Regions from separate parts of the Ovis aries genome. Here region 1 is linked to region 2. The links are chromatin contacts, called in public Hi-C maps. All regions are on one chromosome and are shown on one strand. The core of a region is the stretch at or near the end of the contact, and the rest is flanking DNA. Distances in the headings are between cores, read along the strand shown. Region 1 holds the start of SMPDL3B (sphingomyelin phosphodiesterase acid like 3B). Region 2 overlaps EYA3 (EYA transcriptional coactivator and phosphatase 3).

Region 1 (2,700 bases), core at 177-2,676, 51 kb before region 2:
TGGGGAGACCGTCTAAGCTACCCCTCCAGTCCAACCATCTGCTTCTATCCTCATCCCACTTAAAGAACCAGCCCACCCTCCTGGGAGAGTGAGCCAGGGCACCCGTGTCTTGTTTTCATTCTGTCGTGATGCAGCACAAGTCCCAGTAAAGCCTTGCTTTAATCTCTTGTCTGGTCCCCTATCAATTTCTATTAAATTAAAAGACACCTGCTCCTTGGAGGAAAAGCTATGACAGACCTAGACAGCGTATTAAAAAGCAGAGACATCACTTTACCGACAAAGGTCCATGTAGTCAAAGCTATAGTATTCCCAGGAGTCATGTACGGATGTGAGAGTTGAACCATAAAGAAGGCTGAGTGCCGAAGAATTGATTCTTTCAAATTGTGGTGCTGAAGAAGACTCTTGAGAGTTCCTTGGATGGCAAGGAGATCCAACCAGTCCATCCTAAAGGAAATCAACCCTGAATATTCATTGGAAGGACTGCTGGTAAAGCTGAGCAAACTCAGAGAGATAGTGAGGGACAGGGAAGCCTGGCATGCTTTTACTCCACGGAGTCGCAGAGTCAGACATGGCTTAGTGACTGAACAACAAACAGCAAGGGAGGAAGGTGGGAGCGGGGATCAGGAAGGAGGGAGCGGGAATCAGGAAGGGGGGGATACATGTATGCCTATGGCCGATTGATACTAATGTGTGGCAAAACCCATCACCATGGTGTAAAACAATTACCCTCGGATTAAAATAAATAAATTAAAAAAAAAAGAAAAATGAGTCCAAGGAGGAGGGTCAGGAACACTATTAATTGTTTTTAGATCCTCTATGCTGTTCTTAAAAAATTCTAAAAAAAAAAAAAGTTCTTATCTTTTAGAAATGTATACTACATTGTTTATGGGCAAAATGATATGATCTCTGGAATTTAAAAATAATCCTTTGGGGTTGGGGTGGGGGTAAAGATGAAGTAAGATTGGCTGTGAGTTCATAATTGCTCTTGTGGGAGGATGGATACGGGGGCTCCTTACATCGTTCTCTCTACTTCTGTTTATGTTGGCAGATTTTCACAATCGAAGAGATGAAGCCATGTCACCTCCTCCCAGAGGCCCTCTCAGTTTCCTCAGAGGGTGAGCTCCCTCCTCTGGGCTTGTCAAGCCACCTGTCACGCAGAACTGCAGTCCAGTGGCCTGCTTCTTCCTCTAGAGGGCAGAGTGGTGGCCTTGGGTCACTCTTATCTCCCCAGGACAGGGTTTCCGCGTGAATGAACAGATGACTCTTGGTCTGGGTTCATTTGTGGTCAAGCAGCTCAGTCTCCAACAAGCACTCAAGTTCCTTTGATGGCAAAGGCCGGACAGTTTCTACAGTCTGTTCTCCTGGGGTGGGGCAGCATGAAAACTCCGAAAGTGGATATTTGCTGGCTGGTGACTGCGGCTGAGTGAGTTTCCAGTTGCTGACTGGACTGACCAACACGCTCTGAGGAACTGGCAGGACTGGTGCTGCTTCTTACGTGAGAGTCCAAAGGCCTGGCAAGTGCAGCTCCCGGGGCAAACCCTGCTCACACCCCCCTGGGCAAAGGAAGAAAAGCCAGAGGAGCCAGAAGCCCTGAGTGTCTGGAAACAGCTGGTGACTGGACGGGAAGTTCTGCTCTGACACGCGACCATCAACACCTAGCTAGGAAGTCTGTGGCTGGAACAAAAGCTCCCATCAGACGAAACCCCAGGATGAGGCTGCCGGGGGTGCTGATTTTCCTGGCCTCCTGGGGAGTCGCCAGAGCTGCACCAGGTAGGTAAGCTGAAAATGTTGCTAAGAATAGCAAGACAGGGAGCTCAGCTGGGGAGGCTGGGGGAGAGAGTTAGTGGGTGGAGGGTGTGCTGTTTGAGCCTAAGATTGTTAAGTGGAGGTGATGGCTGGCCACGGAAGGAACATGGACATTGTTCAGAGCTGTCTAAGAGCCAGCCAGCTGGTAGAGGTAGAAGGTAGCAGGCACATTCGTGAATTCATTCAACAAATATTGGTTGAGTAGCTCTCAAATCTAGTATTTTATTGGAACTCTGTTGAAGCATTTTACTAACCTCATTCCTTTTTGGATCTGGAACACATTTTAGAATTTCCTAACAGAGGTCACTGTTGTTTAGAAATCTGCAACTGGAGAAGGGAATGGCAACCCACTCCAATATTCTTGCCTGGAGAATCCCATGGACAGAGGAGCTTGGTGGCTATAGACCATGGGGTTGCAAAGAGTCAGACACGACTTTGAGAATAAACCACAACCCCAGAGACCTGCAGGGGTTTCTTTTCTGCAAATGCCACCAGCAGATTTTCATTTTGTCAACAGTGTGCATGCACGCACTACATAGATCCGCATCATTTATGGTATAAATTGTATCCTTGCTAGATTTCTCCCATCTCTCACTTAAAAGGACATTAGATTAGCAAATGATACAAAAGCTTTGTTGTTTTGTTTAAGACAAAGGCGAGCTTTCCTAAGCTTGAACTTATAGTTCTTCAAAACAAAAACAAGACACAAGAACTAAAATGTCCTGGACAAGAAAAAATTATTTTGAACCAAAAAATGAATCATGCACTATTCTTGGAACCAGGGATGTGGCAGAAAAGAAACAAAATTCCAGTGCTGGTGAAGCCTCCCTTCACCTCAGGAGAAACAGACTAAAAGACACATGGACAAAGAAATACATATTCCAGGAAATAACA
Region 2 (2,700 bases), core at 170-2,669:
GACTTTCTCTAAACAACTCCCAGTTGATTGCACTGGTGTTTTGAGAATCCAAACCCTAGGAAAGTCTGAATGATTGGTCTTTTTGGTAGTGGAGTCTCACCCTCTTGAGAAAGCATTGCCCTGTAAGATGAAGATGAGGCCAACATCAGGTTTAATTATGTGGGCTCCTTGTAGGAGGGCTCAAACATTTTAAGATTTTTAGCCTGGCGGGGAGGAGAGAAAAGGGGAGGATCTAATAACTTACAAGGAAAACTGCACGGGGCGGGGTGGGGGCGGGGGAATGACCCTTCTGCTTTTTTTGACAAAAGAAAAATGGGGGCTTCCCTGCGGTTCAGTGGCTTAAACTCCATGCTCCCAATGCAGGGGCCTGGATTCAATCCCTGGTCGGGGAACTAAATCCCACAAGCCACAAATAGGAGTCTGCATGCCACAACTAAAAGACCCTGTATGCCGCAACTAAGACCCAGCGCAGCCAAATACATTTTTTAAAAAAGAAAGAAAAAATGGGAGAGGAAGGGAAAACAGTGTAAATGCCCAATAGATCGCTATTTCCGAGTTTTAGGATTCTTCTAATTGCTCAATGTATTCGCATATAGACTATGTTTTTTGCCCTGGTTACCTGTTTGGCTGCAATTTCTTCATCTCGTCCATCTCCAATCACTACATATGTGACTTTTTTTCCAAACCTCGACACAATTCTCTCGAAGCAGCTCTCCTTACCTGATAAGAAAAAGACATTTCCTCTTAAGATACTCCTTCTTTCTTCAATATCAAAGAAAAGGGATGATGCTCGGTTCACCTGCCTGTGCTTAGACAAAGTCAGGGCGGCAGCTGGAGAGCCAGCAGGCCCTCTGCCCAAAGAATGTGAAACTGTTCCATTCACACCGCAGACTTTTTAGGCACTGGCTCCCTGGGTTCTTTCTTTAGCAGTGAGGGTGAAGTCCCAAAGATCTTAGCGTGGGGGTTTCTATAAACACAGTGTGGGAGCTGTGCACGCTTCCTCCCTCTTCCACAGCTCCTGGACTTCATGGCATACAGAGCAGTTTTCAAGTAATTCTTCCGCTTAAAATAATCTGGTGAGATGAGATCCATCCTCTCTTTCAGTAGATGGAAATACACCCAAACTTGCCCCAGATTACAAACAAGCCAGTAGCTAGACTCTGAGCCTCTGACTCTAAGTCTAGGCTCTGGTCACTGTGCCATGAAGAAAGGATGATTTTTGAGGGGAAACTATTAGTGAAAGAAAAAGATGAGGAAGTCCCTGATTCCTGGTGAGTAATTGGGAACAAACAGGCATTTCCTTCCAACTCTATGTTTCCTAGAGAAATAGTTCTAGGCGTGGGCCTCTGTCTCTCAGGAGGGGAGGAGCCAGAGTACCGACATGTGTCACAGCTGGAACTCCCTCCCTCATCTGCGTAGCTACAGCTGAGATCCTGGATCACTTTCAGTGACCTTGGGAAATGGGCGATTTAAAACCACTGCAGACAGTTCTTGGAAACACAGTAATGTATCAGAGCTCAAATCCCACCTGGAACCAACATCTAAATCTAAACGCTCACACGTAACACTGCTGTGGCAAAGACACTACTTGCACAAGTAAATAAAATTATTTCTCTTGTGCTTCCTTCACCATCTCTTAGGCTTTATTTCTGTTTCTGCCATATTCTTCAGTTAAGCAAGGCCCTAACTCTGCTTCTTTTTTTCATTCTGCTCCATTAACCTTCTTGTCCTTCCTGATTCAAGTGACTGACTTCACACCAGGGCTCCTGTGTGAATAAGAAAAAGGTGCCTCTTCCTCAAGGCACTTGAATGCCATCTGCTGGAAAACTGTTGTAATAAAATATACAACTATAGGAAATATACAAATCTCAGATGACTACAACATAAGTAACAAGAACCTTACACCCGTACTCAGAAGTCCTAGGTGGTACAGCTGAGCAGCTCCCAAGTCCGTGACAAGCCTAGCTCAGGGGGCACCTCAAACCTGGACCAGACTCTAGTGCACTCTTAACACAAGGGGCTTCAGTCTCCCACTCAACACAAGGCTTGGTTTAGATGCACTTGGGTCCTTTTCAATGCTCCCACTTTACAACAGCACTGTCACGCCTTACACTGATATCAAGCATTCAAACCATGTTTGCTGAGTAAATACATATTAATTTCATAAATGATTCAGGGGATGACATTAGTCCAGATCTTCAGCCCCAATTTAAGCACTAAGTAATTCAACTAATAATGAGTTAATTTATGTTCTTATTAAGTGTTAAAAGTTGTGTGTCTAATCCCACTCCAACCATTATGTCCTTACTACCTAATCCAACCTCTGCTAGAGCCACAGTCAAATTTACAATTTAGAGAAAAAACTTTTAGTAGGATCCTAAATCAGTAGGATTTTAGAAATTTCTCCGAAGACCTAACAAAGGGTAAGTCTTATATTTAGAAGACAGAGACACTGAGATGGTTTCATTGTCCTGGCCTGCAATGATCAAGGAAGAAATACAATTAGGAATATCTCCTTTAAAAGGATTAAGAATGAGTTATTAACAGCTCAGAGTAAAGTAGTAGCCATTTGAAAAAATAATTTCAACATACTTGGTAAATACACTTTCATTTTATACTTTTAAAGCAATCCTAGAGATGAGCTTTCCTGTTCGGGAGGATGAGACCAATGAGTGGTAAGCTTACCAAATGTCAAGCAAT

What was found. A called contact is a pair of places that touch in the nucleus more often than the background predicts.
Region 1: a Hi-C map of tail adipose tissue shows a contact between it and region 2, with 4 times the contacts expected there. The contact joins the promoter of SMPDL3B here to the enhancer-like site in region 2. A contact is called at or near these places in 13 of 16 Hi-C or Micro-C datasets (blood, hypothalamus, liver and 6 more).

The regions. Positions count from the first base shown.
Region 1 is chr2:239,165,291-239,167,990 of ARS-UI_Ramb_v3.0, reverse strand. SMPDL3B (sphingomyelin phosphodiesterase acid like 3B) reads left to right here and starts at 1,426. Exons shown (of 7, transcript XM_012150886.5): 1 at 1,426-1,770. The coding sequence starts at 1,710.
Region 2 is chr2:239,114,635-239,117,334 of ARS-UI_Ramb_v3.0, reverse strand. EYA3 (EYA transcriptional coactivator and phosphatase 3) reads right to left here. Exons shown (of 16, transcript NM_001161733.1): 15 at 620-720. Among named protein-coding and RNA genes, the nearest start is that of XKR8, 19 kb to the left of the region's middle. Within about 2 kb of position 1,419, at least 10 of the 54 cell types and tissues checked have an H3K27ac peak or open chromatin away from gene starts, as enhancers often do. A contact at or near this core is called in tail adipose tissue, where this site is marked.